Linked DNA regions of Mus musculus: region 1 is linked to region 2. The links are chromatin contacts, called in public HiChIP or PLAC-seq maps. All regions are on one chromosome and are shown on one strand. The core of a region is the stretch at or near the end of the contact, and the rest is flanking DNA. Distances in the headings are between cores, read along the strand shown.

Evidence for each region. HiChIP or PLAC-seq counts read pairs in DNA pulled down with a chosen protein or histone mark.
Region 1: an H3K27ac HiChIP or PLAC-seq map of microglia shows a contact between it and region 2, with 4 times the contacts expected there. The contact joins two enhancer-like sites. A contact is called at or near these places in 1 of 484 Hi-C or Micro-C datasets (liver) and 2 of 115 datasets of contacts at active chromatin or transcription factors (double positive thymocytes and microglia).

What each region holds. Positions count from the first base shown.
Region 1 is chr9:64,999,860-65,006,931 of GRCm38.p6, reverse strand. It overlaps Hacd3 (3-hydroxyacyl-CoA dehydratase 3), which reads left to right. Exons shown (of 11, transcript NM_021345.2): 3 at 298-371; 4 at 1,160-1,324; 5 at 2,624-2,675; 6 at 5,841-5,951. Among named protein-coding and RNA genes, the nearest start is that of Hacd3, 18 kb to the left of the region's middle. Within about 2 kb of position 5,456, at least 19 of the 459 cell types and tissues checked have an H3K27ac peak or open chromatin away from gene starts, as enhancers often do. A contact at or near this core is called in microglia, where this site is marked.
Region 2 is chr9:64,772,819-64,779,921 of GRCm38.p6, reverse strand. It overlaps Gm36365 (a long non-coding RNA gene), which reads right to left. Exons shown (of 3, transcript XR_379558.3): 2 at 2,870-2,975; 3 at 560-1,226. Among named protein-coding and RNA genes, the nearest start is that of Gm36365, 5.0 kb to the right of the region's middle. Within about 2 kb of position 4,866, at least 7 of the 459 cell types and tissues checked have an H3K27ac peak or open chromatin away from gene starts, as enhancers often do. A contact at or near this core is called in microglia, where this site is marked.

The sequences.
Region 1 (7,072 bases), core at 4,207-6,706, 230 kb before region 2:
TTTCTTCCTTCTCCTCCTCTTCCTTCACCTTCTTTTTACTGATATAGTACTGAGTATTATGCAGGCTGTTATCGTAAATAGTCCAAAACAAACCATCAGTAATCATATGGAGTTCAAGTTTGCCCATAGTTGGGCTTATCCAGCTGTTGAGTAGCTCCGCCCTCACGTTCCCATGCTCCCACACTTTTGATGGGAACTGTTAGCTTTTGCCTTCCTTTTCAAAGCACTGTAGCAGGGTGGATTTGGGGTGGCCTTGCTGTGCTTAAATTCACAAAATTGACATTCTTTTGTTTGCAGCTCAGGGACACGGTGCCAAAGGAGACAATGTCTATGAATTTCACCTGGAGTTCTTAGACCTTGTGAAGCCAGAGGTATGTTCTCTGCTTTCTTGTAACCTTTCCACGTTAAGAAGTGTGTCCTAATAGTTAGGTGACATAAGGACAGACTCTGAAGATGAGCAAAGGGGAGTGAGACTGCTGCATTTGGAACAGATGCTGCTGTGTGTGGCTGCCAAGGAGTGGACATACTGGAGAGCCAGAGCACCAGAGCTGCATCTGGGCTTGGCCATTAATTGATATGAACTTCATTTTTTCCCCTTACGTGTTAGATAAGGGCTCAGATGAAACCTCTAGCTCTCTTCCAGTTCTGGTATTCTCCTATTTTAGTGATGACAGAGGAGAGTCAGGCGATAGCTGCTGAAGCCCTCACTGTAAGGTTTTCATGAGACTCAGTCACTGTGCCAATAAGGATCATAGGATGCAGAAAGGATGAAGGGTGAAAAGGATTTTTAAAAAATGCTGGGAGTATAGGAGCAGTTTCCTTCTTTTAGCCTCAGGAAGCTGAAGGTTTGGTTCATACTTCTGGCCTGGTGTCGAGAGTCTATGAATTTTCCTGTGCCAGAGCTCATTTTGTGGTGGCTCAAATAGCCCTGTCGTGGGTGCTGAGAACATGGCATGCCCATGGAGGCTGACTGAGAAGCCAGAAAAAGAAACTGCTGCTCTTTCCAGTAGCCCTCGGTGGACAGTGCTCTCCACTTATCATGGCTTGTAGAAGCAGGGATGGAAGAGGAGGCAACACCCATGCAGCTGCTCTGTGAAGTCACCGCAGCATAGTGCAGCCAGTGCAGGAAAGGAGTTCTAACGCTCGCTTTTTCTCCCAGCCGGCGTACAGGCTGACCCAGAGGCAGGTGAACATCACAGTCCAGAAGAAGGGGAGTCATTGGTGGGAAAGACTCACCAAGCAAGAGAAGCGCCCATTGTTTTTGGCCCCTGACTTTGATCGCTGGCTGGATGAATCTGATGCGGAAATGGAGCTGAGAGCCAAGGTGAGCGAGGCTAAGCTCTCATTTCTGAAGATGAACTCATGAGGGTTTGATAGAGTGGGACACGTTACACAGGAACTCGGAGGCTTGGGACGTGATTGTGAAGTGCTCATCATGTAAGACTGGTAGGCTACCTCAGGGCCAGGCCAAGGTGACGGGGTCTCAGGAGGTGACGGGGTCTCGGGGAAGGTAAAGTACCCTCTTATCACACGCCCGAGACACAGAGGCAAAGCCACAGCACTGTTGACCCAAGCTTGGCCCGCTGGCCAGGACAGCGTTTATGGGCCTCTCCCCATCCCACTGTGCTCTCTGGAAGGAAGTCTGCCCGGCCACTCTTTCAGAGCAGGGAGTTTTGTTTCCATATCATTTGTTTGGAAATTTTCTACATGAGAAGTTCACCTGTTCTCTCCCATTTCCTTATTCAGTCATTTCCATAAATTTATGTGTAGGATTATACTCTAACACTGTTCTTGTGGCTCACATCATCCCATTGGAGGCTCTTCCACTTGGCCTAGTGCATCTTTCAAAGGCCTTCACCATTGCAGGATTTTTTTTTCTTTTCTCTTCTCCCTTTCTTACTTTCAGGCACTCTATAATCAGGTGTAGCTTGCATACACTTCGCTTCAGTTCTAGATAACCATTTCTTTAAGGAGTTATCTTTTAAAAAAAAAACAAAAACTTGTATGTGTATTGGTATTTTGTCTGCATGTAGGTCTGTGCCCACAGAGGCCAGAAGAGAGCATCAACAGATGTGGGTGCTAAGAATCAAGCCTAGCCATTGCTCTTAACCACTGAGCCATCTCTCCAGCCCAAGCTGTCTTTATTTTTGGAGAGTGATATTAGCACCCAGATCAGCTGACAGTGAGGAAATACAGGTGTGCATACTCAGATACTGAGAAATATACCTTTATGTGTCTGTCTGTATATTAAGCTAACCACAAGTTTACACTGACATTAGTTATGATTTTAGCATCTGAAAAAAAAAACAAAAACAAAAACAAAACCCCAGAGCTTATACTAGGAATGTAGTTTCTGGAATGTACCGTCTGAAATGGCACTTCTTACCCTAGCCTACCACTGTGTTTGGTGCTATAGCAAGCTGTAAGAGTACAAGACTGCCCAGCTAGCTGATTCGCCATTGGATGGGGTACTAGACTCAGTGCTCAGGCGGTGATCTGCAACAGTCTCTCCGTAGAGCGCTGATGAACATGGTGGGAAGGGGCAGCCTGAGGGGTCAGGTCATGCTCCCAGCACCTGGGAATTCTAACTTGTATTCTTGAAAATTTTCTGTCTAAATTCTAGGAGGAAGAACGCCTAAATAAACTCAGACTAGAAAGGGAAGGCTCCCCTGAAAGTAAGTGGCTAAGGTGGTTATGAGTCAACTGGTGATGGGCTGGGTAGATGCGGTGTTGGGGGAGAGTGGGGACTTTCACCCTGATGCAAGCTTGGGTGAGTTTATGTTTAGTTTGAAGCTATGAACACCACTCTAAAGCCTTGCCTTTTCTTTCTATTTGGGACTAGCCTTGTCTGAGTAAACCAGGGCTAATGCAGCAGAAGAGAACCTTGTCTTATGCACAGACTAAGGGCAGACAGCACTCACCTTGTGTAGGCAGTGGAAATGGGCGTGGACTAAGGCCACACCCCTTTAGCCTGGCATCTTCTCTCACTTGATGTCTGAAGGGCCGTGGCAAGGATGCCTTTGGTTATCAGTTCTTAAGGTGGAAAGTGTCTCCATGTATGTCTGTACCGTGTGCCTGTGGAGTCCAGGAGACCAGAAGACAGTGTTGTAGTTCCTGAAACAAGTTACTACCAGTTGCTATCTGCCATGCGGGTGCTGGGAACCAAACCAAGGGCCTCTACAAGAGTATCAAGTGGTCTTGGCCACTGAGCTGGCTCTTTAACCCCATTCAGAGTTTTCATTTTATTTTATTTTATTTTATTTTATTTTATTTTATTTTATTTTATTTTATTTTATTTTATTTTGAGATAAGGTTTCTTGGCTGGCCTGGAATTCAATATGTCTACCAGGCTGGCTTAGAACATGCAGAAATTGGCCTGCCTCTGCCTCCTGCGTGCTGGGATTAAAGGTGTGTGCCACCCCACCCAGATCTCAGAATTTTAGAAAAAAAAAATCATTTTATCTAACCAAATGTTTATTAGAAAGAAGGTCTGTAAGTGACTATATAACGTTCGTGGTGATGGTGCCTAAGTCCAGCAGCTGCCTGTTACACACACGGCCTGGGAAGCACTAGAGTAACTCTAGGTGTGGAGCCGGATGAGTTAAGTGTGGGCACCTGAAAAACTGACGCTCCAGCGGCAGGCTCGTGCAGGTCTCAGGAGATTCACGTGTGGACTGCAGAAGGACGAGTGAGGTGTGTGCTGAATCAAAGCTTTGCAGGGCAGCATTGACATGCCTGAAGGAAGGATGGAGGTAGCTTTAGAGAAGTGGTTTCCAAATCGTGTTCTCTGGTACCTCAAGAGTTCCCAGAAATTCTTTGGAGGGGTAGATCTCCACTTTAATTGACATAGATCTTGTGTTTTACACATTTAAGATTCTGAGTGTGTGTGTGTGTGTGTTGTGTTTTAAGTGAGTTTAAAAAAAGCTTGAGTGCGGGCGTGGTGGCACACGCCTTTGATCCCAGCACTCGGGAGACAGAGGCAGGCGGATTTCTGAGTTCGAGGCCAGCCTGGTCTACAAAGTGAGTTCCAGGACAGCCAGGGCTACACAGAGAAACCCTGTCTCGAAAAAAACAAAAACAAAAAAAGCTTGAGTGATGACAGATTTAAAAAAATCATCTTAAAAGATAAAAACTTAGTCTCTAAAGAGGACTAGTGGAGGCAAAGACCAACGCAGGGAGCCACCTCAATGAAGACAGTTGCCTGCACAAACTTTATGTGAGTCTGTAGAAGCCACACAAAAGTGAAAGGAGAGCACGGACATCACAGGACTGATGTCACAGACATGTGACCTCCACACTGAGCCACAGCACATGAGCCTGCCCCCTCACAACAACAATAGTGATGATGATGATGATGGTGATGGTGGGGAGGGATGGTGATGGTGGTGGTGAGGGGGGATGGTGATGATGATGATGGTGAGGGGGGTGGTGATGATGATGGGGGTGGTGATGATGATGCTGGTGAGGGGGGATGGTGGTGATGATGATGATGAGGGGGGTGGTGATGATGATGGTGGTGAGGGGGGATGGTGGTGATGATGATGGTGAGGGGAGATGTGATGATGATGGTGGTGAGGGGGGATGGTGGTGATGATGATGGTGAGGGGGGATGGTGATGATGATGGTGGTGAGGGGGGATGTGGTGATGATGATGGTGGGAGTGATGATGGTGGTGAGGGGGGATGGTGATGATGATGATGGTGATTAGCGTTTGCTGTGTTTTAAACTTTTGCGACAAGGTCTGGCTGGCCTGGAACTTACTACATAGACCAGGCTGGCTTCAGACTCACAGATATCCCCCTGCCTCTGCCTCCAGAGTGCTGGGCACCAACATGACTGGCCCAGTAATAAAGTTGTGTTTTTAAAGGCTACCTTTGATATTTACATTAACTTTTTAGTGTTTTAAACTTGATAAATTAAAAAAAAAACAACCAAAAACTTAAAACATGGATTTTTTTTTAAATAAATTCATGGTTTCCTGATGCTAGGGTTCTTCATGATGGGGAAGGAAGTGTACATTTTGCATTATGAAGAAGTTTGACTAAGTGTGTTACATGTGGTGTCTTTTGGCCCTATGAGATGGGCTGGTTTTATTTTGACCATACTGTTGTGGTCTGGGCATCAGTAAAGTGTTGATGAGAGTATTGGTGACACAGTTGGCCTGGAGTCTCTGCCAGAGACTGTCCTTTTTGTCCTTTCTTTTCCCCTGTCTTGTGAGGGAGGGGCCTGTAAGGCCAAGCTCGTTCTGTGGACAGAGTGCTTGTTCCCTCTTCTGCCTCTGGCTGTGTCCTCATCCTGCCCATGTCTAGAGGCGCAGCTCAGATCCTGGCTTAGCCACATAGACTGCCTGTTTCCCAGGCTAATGTCTTTTTTTCAGAGGACATTCTCTGTCTCCTTCTGGCTTGTGCTGTGGCTTTCCAGCCCGTCATCAGCTCCTTGGAGGCGGTGCTGTGCTCTCACTGCCTTTGTGTTCCCATTTTGCCCTTCGCAGACAGGACTGCCTATGTGTCTATACGACCACATGTTAGAATTGCTTTTGTTTTTTTCATTTATTCTTCCTATTATGTGAGCTAGTTTGACCTGCATGATCTTAAAGAAACAAAACAAAACCAAAAATAATCCCCTCAATGCTCCAAACCCCAGAGGAGAGGAATTATGTTAACTAGGACAAAAGCTGAAGGGAGACATAGTTCCCTCTATCTGTTTCGAGGGGTGGAGTTTTTCTCCTGAGCTAGGCAGGGCTATGAAAGGAAGCTGGTGAGTACACGACACGGGGCACCAGGGCTTCCCTCCGGAGTTGTGTTCAGGAGCTCACGGCCCGGCTCTGCTTTGCTTTGCAGCTCTTACAAACTTGAAGAAAGGGTACCTGTTCATGTACAACCTTGTGCAGCTCCTGGGGTTCTCCTGGATCTTTGTCAACCTCACAGTGCGGTTCTTTATTTTAGGAAAAGGTAAGTATGACATTTCATCTACCTCAGCTGAGGTGGCTCTCTCTGCCTTGGACGTGAATAGGCACCTGCCCTTCCTGCCCTTCCTGCCCTTCCTGCCCTTCCTGCCCTTCCTGCCTTTCCTGCCTTACCTGCCTTTCCCTATGTCAGTTCCTGGAGGAACATGCTGACCGGAGCAGGCCTAGAGGTTTCACTTCTGCGGATGTGTTTTAAGGAAACAAGAACTATAGGTGAAGTTTCTGCAGATGTGACATGTGGCATTAAGTTACAAACTTCTCATGTGTCTTCATCAGTAAGAAATTTCTGTGGAATATTCACTAGTGTAGTGTTGTGGAGCATAGAGAAAGAGTCAACAGTAGCATAAACAACGCTTATGAGGCTATAATTAATGTCTAACTTGCTTTTCTTTGTTTGATCATAGCAGTTTGCAAATGAGCACTCTCAAAAAGATTAGAGAGAATACAGTTTTCCAGTGGTCTGAATGTAGGTCAATTAACAGTACCGTTTCTTTTGCAAAATAGGTATGGAGAAAATAAGATTATAATAGAAAATGTAAACTGTTTGAAAAGAGACATGAACTCTTGTAGAGTATCCTACTGTCTGACTCTGCATTTTCCACCTGCAGTTTTCGGCTGTGGAGCCGGTTAGCTGGGGGTGTGTGTGTGTGTGGGGGGTCTGTTGAAAGGGGAGGAACTGTGACTTGTTTATACCCCTGACATTGGACTTTGGGTAGCACAGTGGCAGCTAGGACCACATGCCTAGGGCTTATAGTCAACCTGTGACCAGCAGCCTCCATGTGACCACAGGAGAGAATGGAGAAGTCTCAGGTGCAGCTACTCTCGGATTACTATGGCATTCTCATCCTGGAAGGAAAACAGGGACCTTCAGATAAGTAAATGCTCACCTTGTTCAACCTAAGATGGTAGGTGGATGCTGAGTGTTTTTTCATAAGACTGCTGGCTGTAGGGATGGCAAGATGGCTCAGAAGGTAAGGGTGCTTGCTGCCAAGCCCCAAAACTAGCTCCACCACCCACATGGTTGTAGGAGAGAAACAATGCCCCAAATTGTCCATTAACAACCACATGCATACCATGGTGTGTGTGCAGCCACACACACACATACAC
Region 2 (7,103 bases), core at 3,617-6,116:
TATGAACAGGAGAGATGATCCACAGCGATATCTTCTACGTCTCAAATGAGTAGCATCCGCTAGCACCCATGTTTGCTAGAACAGGGTTAAGATTTTTATCTGAGGCAAATGTGTTCACAGCAGGTGGCTAGCAACCCAAGTGCAAACACCAGGCTTTCCCATTTTCTTGTAAAATAACGAGACACCTAGTGGTCACAACATGAAATGCATTTCTGAAAAATATTCAGTTACTATCCAGGTAAATACTGACCACCCCAATGTTTAATTTGACAAAAGTAATTATGTACTTCCTGGTGTGCCAGGGTATTTTGTATCCCAGGTTGCTCTCAAACTAGCTAAATGTGACTTTGAACTTGTAATTCTCTTGCCTCTGTCCCCTGAGTGCTGAGATGACAAGGATGTGTGACCATGGTCAGTTTGTATGGTGCTAGGTATGGAACACAGGGCTTCCTGCTCACTAGACAAGCACTCTGCCAACTGTGATACATCCCAAGATTCCAAATGGGCTGTTGTTAGAGAATTTACTCAAAGACAGGATCAGACCAACCGCTGAGCCACATTAGATAAGCGTAAGACACATTGTTTATTATATTTCACAGCACTCCATAGCTTTCAAAGACCTTTCAACACTGCACCTCTTTTCTGTACAATAAACACAACAAAGCTGGAGATAGTGATCAGCGGGAAGCGCTTATGGTTCTTGCATTACATCAGAGCTCTGTTCCTCGCACCCACATCGGGTGGCTCACAGCTGCCGTATTCAGCTCTAGAGATCTAATGCCCTGTTCTGAACTTCACGGGCACCTGCACACATGTGACATGTACACACAGAAACATACACACCTGCACCCGCACATATGTGGAATATACAGATACATGCACATTTTAAAAAACAATAAAATAATAGGGAAATACAATAATAGTATTTCCTTATAGGTTGGAGCTCCCCAAGGGAAGAGGTCACAGCACTCTCCCCCAAAACTGACTCTGTGTCCAATACATAAGGACTAGGTGCTTGGTAAACGTTTGATGAATAGGGAGCTGGAGAATTGGCTCAGTAGAAAGCAGTGACTGCTCTTGCAGAGGACTTAGGGTTCCATTTCTAGCACCTACATGGCAGCTCACAACTGTAACTCCAGTCCAGGGTAACGGACATCCTCTGCTGGCTTCTGTCGGTGTCGGCACTCAGTGCGGGCGGTGCACAGATAGACATGTAGGTCAAACAACTATGTACATAAAAGAAAATAAATATATATTTTTTAAGTTTGATGAGTTGAACTGACTGAGAAGCTAGCTATCCCAAGAAGCAGGATGGTTTCTCACCTTTCTTCTATATGAGGAAGCAAAAGAGCACAGGATAGAGAATTGCCTTTTAGGTAAATAATGATTCACTATGACCCATCCCCTACATGGCTTGGCTTTTGCCATGTCCAAACAGACAAACAGACCATGTAGGAAAGCCATTGGCCTTCATCTATTTTGTTTTGCTTCTAAAAATTTATTTCATATATATATAGTGGGTGTGGGTGTGGGTGTGGGTGGTGTGTTTTGAGTGCAGTACCCTCAGGGGCCGGAGGAGGGGGCATCAAAACCCTTGCAGCTGGAGTTACTGGAGGTTTTGAGCTGCCCAATGTGGGTATTGGGAACTGAACTCTATTCCTCTAAAAGAGCAGCATGCACTCTTAACTGCTGAGCCTTCTCTGTAAATCAATGGCTCTCAACTTCCCTAGTGATGTGTAATATAATCCTATAATATAGTTCTTCATGTTGTAGTAAGCCCCAATCAAAAATTTGTTTTCATTGCTACTTATAATTTTGCTGCAGTTATGGATTGTAATGTAAATACCTGTGTTTTCCAATAGTCTTTGGTGACCCCTGTGAAAACGCTGTTTGACCCTCCAGGGGCTCTCGATCCACAGGTTTAGAACCACTACTCTAGATCCTCTTCTTTTGTTTCAACTTAGCAGCCACAGTCTTAACTCCATGATCAGGGACCCTTCATGGGATCATGTCTATGTCAGAGTGGTTACTACTTGACCTAAGTGAGGCTCTGGAAGGAGGCCTTCCTCAGAGGAGCTTCCATGTTAAGTGAACTAGGCCCACCCTCCACGTTCATCTCGTGATGGACTCCTGTAGTCCTAGCCTTACAGATCACATGCTCAGCCTGGAACCCAGAGCATAGATAGAACATTATGCTTACATTCCCCAGGCTTTGCCAAAGGACTCATAATCCCAAGTTGTCTTTGGCCAGGCTTTGTTTTTGGAAAGCACTTTAGGAAAAGGCCCTCCCTCATCACTCACATGGAGCAAAGCCAACACACCATGAGCCAGTGTTTCTCAGACCGGGAGTCATAGACTCCTAAGCATCCCATGGATGGGTTCTCGGGTCTAGGGGTTATCTACAGGCATTTGTGATTTCAGGTTTCCTCTGTGGTCATGTGCAGCTAACATCTTCTGGATGACTTGGCTAGCCACCTCATGCATGTGTATATGTGTAACACTGAAGACTAAACTGGGACCTTGTGTATGACGTTAAGCATGTGTGCTACCACTGAGCCACACCACCAGCCCATTCATGCGTGGATCTTGAAATAAGATTGCACTGCTTCCAACTAAGACATCCTGGGGGCTGGGGACAGAGCTCAGTTGGTGGAGTGCTTGCCTAGCTAGCATGCACAGAGCCCTGCTTCCATTCCCAATCCTGCATACTGAGCACGGCAGTGCAGGCCTGTGACGCTTGTACTAGGGAGAGGGAAGCAGGATTATTGTTCAGGGTTATCTCTGGCTACAGACTGAGTTTGAAACCAGCCCGGGATTCGTGAGAATCTATCAACAAAACAAAACCAAACCAGAAAACAGGCCCACGTACTTGGAGATTGTTGTAGGGCTCAGACCCCTGAGCAAACGCAGCTGCCAGCTTCATCAGAGCAACTCTGCCTGCTTGCAAGGAGCTCCAGGCTTATTCTCATTCCCTTCTATGAGGAGGAGGAGGGGAAGATACTGTATTCTTTTTTTAAAAATATTTTTATTAGGTTTTTTCCTCATTTACATTTCCAACGCTATCCCGAAAGTCCCCCATACCCTCCCCCCCAATCCCCTACCCACCCACTCCCACTTTTTGGCCCTGGCATTCCCCTGTACTGGGGCATATAAAGTTTGCAAGTCCAAAGGGCCTCTCTTTCCAGTGATGGCCGACTAGGCCATCTTTTGATACATATGCAGGGTACTGTATTCTTACCTGAGATTTCAACCACACCTCCCAGCCATTTGTCTGCCACTCTGTTCAATTGCACATGGCTGAAGCCTTGGAGGGCTGGGGAATTTTAATGGAAGGGCCTCTGCCTGGCTGGCTAGGAAGAAACCATCATCCATGCTCGGTAAAGACTTTTCAAAGCAGCTGCTCAGGAGTCGCCACACTCCTGTCAGTTGCCCCTCACACAGGCTCTATAAACGGGCTCCCGAAACTCATTGGTCCCCCAAGATGAACTTTGGTAGAATTGAACTTTGCTTTGCCATTGGCATTTTATGAGAAGGGGGGTAGATGTTGTGTACCCCCTCCCTGGGAAGTAATTCTCAAAATAGAGATCAACTAAAATTATAAGTGATTTTTTTTTACTGAGATATAACTCACATGTTATAAAAATTTATCCTCTGAGTATTTATCCTATTTTGAGTATTGGCATGAGCTTGTGCAGTCCTCACCACTATATAATTACAGAACATTTTCACCCCACCCCCAACCCCACCCCCAACCCCACCCCCACCACTGAAAACCTCCTCATATCCATTAACAATCTTTATTCCGTTTCCTCTCTAGCCCCTGGAAATCGCTAGTCTACTTTCTATCCCTTTGGGTTAGACCACTCTGAACATTCCATTCAAATGGATTCTCAAGATAAGCTATGTCTGGTTTCCTTCATTTAAAACAGTTCCAAGATACATCCAAATTGTAACATCAGCATTCCTTTAATTTATTTTGACGTGTGTGTGCATGTGTGTGTGTTTGTTTCTCGCATGTATGCAGGTGCCTGTGGATATCAGAAGAGGGTGTCAGATCTCCAAAATTGGAGTTACAGGCAGTTGTGAGCTACCCGTTATGTGTGGTGGGAACCAACTTGGGTCCTCTGCAGAAGCAGTATACACTCTTGACTGCTGAGTCGTCTTAACTCCCCACCCTTAGTTCATTTTTTTAAATGGCTGAGTGATTTCCCCATTGCCTTTCACTGCCAATCCGCACATCTGTTGATGCACATCCGATTGGGTTTTCCTTCCTGTCCACTAGGAAGAACACTGCTACAGGAAGGTTGTGGGTCTAACATGTGAAAATCAAGTTCTTCAAATGTGTTCTTGGGTCCCTGACTTCTCAAATTTGAGGAATACTGACCCAGGCTCACCCTTCTACTCAATCAATGAAGAAATTGTCAGATCCCACTCACAGACTCATGGGAGTGTCTCTGACTTAGACGGTGAACACAAGCTTGCTGGTTTTGTTTCTGAAGTTCCAAGAGTCATGCAAGAAGTCGTGCATGCTAGGTTGGGTGACACTCAAGGACAGGGGTTAACAGTAAGTCCCTTCCTCTGTTTCTCTCCAACTTAACTTTTGAGATGGAGTCTCTTATTGAACCTGTAGCTCCCTGATTCAGTTAAACTAGCTGACTGTCAACCCCCCAGTGTCACTGTGCCCCTACCTCCCCAGCACTGGGATAGCAGCTGTGTGCTGCCTGGCCCAGCATTTTTATGTGGCTTTTGGGGGGTCTGAACTTAATTAAGCCCTTAGGCTTGAGCAGCAAGCAATTGACTGACTGAGCCATCCCATACCACCCAGCCCCCATCCATTTTGCCATTTTTCTTATTTGCATAGAGTGGATCTCTTCATGTAGGGCTCTCTCAAGTTCTCTGTTTGGTTATGTGGAGGGCCACTGTGTAGCAGCATTGTTAACACTTAAATAGGGACATAACATTTGTCAAATAGGGACACAACATTTGTCGATTTAACTGGACGAAGTGTTTAATTCTCCTTACTCCTGGCCTGAATATCAATAATCATCCCTGGGGCTAAAAGCCAGTAGAATCACCTGGCCAAACATCCCCATTCAGCCACTTTTCCCAGAGTGGCCTCCCAGCGGAGCCATAGGGACAAACAAAGCTGTTGACCCAGTTTGAAGGCCTGGAAAATCACGTGAGTCACTGGGACAACAGAGCAAAGTGTCAGGCCCCTGAGAAACCAGACGCACAGTTTTCCAGTGCCCTTTGTGTCCCTCTAGGGTGGAACTGGGAGCCCCAGGGTGGCCTGTCATTTTTCACCAGCTGCTCCTCTGAGGGGTTTCTGAGTCCTCAGCCCCGTGACTGGAGCAGCAGGAACCCGCTTCTGTTTTCTTTCCAGCAGGCTGCACACACAGCAGTCTGGAGAGTGTTGGCTCCAGCTATAGGAACCAAAGCAAATGGGGAAACATAGAGGATGAGGCAGAGTGTAGTTTGGAGCAAGGCCACAGTCTCTCCCTGGGAAGGACAAGTTGAAGAAACGCTAAACGATTTAAACCGAAGATGGGGCATCCAAAGGCAATATTTTAAAATCAAACTGACATTAGCAAAGTGGGGCATTGCAAAAAGAAGGGGGAGAGCACCCAAACTACTTCAGAGTCTCTTGTGAGTTTCTGAAGACAATCTACCTAAATTATACACAGAGCTGGGGAAATGTGGTCAGAAAAGTGGTGCAGGGCTGGAGGGATGTCTCGGTGGTTAAGAGCACTGACTGCTCTTCCTGAAGTCTTGAGTTCAATTCCCAGCAACCACATGGTGGCGATACACTCTTCTTCTAGTGCGTGTCCGAAGACAGCTGCAGTGTATTCTTATGAATAAAAAGTAAATAAATATCTAAAAAATAAAATAAAACAAAGCTTGTGAAGAAATTGAACATCCATCAAGAAAGAAAGAAAGAGAGAGAGAGAGAGAGAGAGAGAGAGAGAGAGAGAGAGAGAGAGAAAGGAAAAAGGAAAGTAGAGCAGGTACAACTGTTAGTGGGGTAGGTAGTTTGCTGTCTAGATGTTGGAAATAATAGCCAAAGCCCGATAGGTCCCCAAGTAACACTTCCCGTGTAAAAAAAGCACTTATGGGGAAGAATGGCTGTGTTACTTTGTTTTCCATCACTATAACAGAATACCAGCGACTGTGCCATTTATTAAGCAAATGGATTGATTTAGCTCATAGTTTTAGAGACAAGGAAGTTCAAGATTGGGTTGCTGCCTTTGGTGAGGGTCTCTTTTTGTGTCATAAATTGATGCAGCAGGCAGCAGGGACATCAGGAAGCAAACATGTGTAAGAGTGTCTAGTGCGCACCTAGGAAGTAGAGGGCAGGGATAGAGGCAGCCTGACACTAGCTTGTTCTTGCTATCACTAACCCAGTCCTACTAGCGTTAGAATTCACGGCTTTCCTCTGTCACCTCTAAATGGCCCTTCACCTGTCAACACTGCAACGTTGGTGACTAGGCCTCGGCATGTCACTAGAGGTGTTAGAATCAGAGCCCAGGCTTCAGCAGCGCTAAGGAGCTACACTGGGCCACTCACCCACAGTCGTCCAAATCATAAGGCAGTGGTGAAAGTCGGAGACACTTATTCAAAAGTGGCCTTCTGGGGAAGAGGAACTATTAAAGCCATCTATTGACCTCCAAGTCCATCTTTGGGATCCTGACATGAGTTTAAATAGAAGAGCAGAGGTGTGCATCCCTGAGTAATCCTGATCACGATGTGCTCCCCCTGTCATTGACCCACCATTGTCTCAGCTCCCATCTCTTCCGTAAGGTGTCAGAACCATGTGAAATCTCTTCCTGGAGACAAGTCTTCATTCATTGCTGTGTTCACCCCACTCCACCCCACCCCACCTGTCACTCCCAACCCTCTGGCTAGCACCAGGCTTCAGCCTTTTTCTTCTCCCAACATGAGACACCTATGGAAATTCCAAATTCCTAGGAGCCACTGTTTGGTGACCAAAGGGAGGGGCACGCAAGGTGTGTCTCTTCAGGACATTTTTCCTGAGCTGCCAAGATTGGTCATCAGTAAAGGAGCTTGCCACACAGGCCTGGTGACCTGAGTTCAATTCTTGGGAC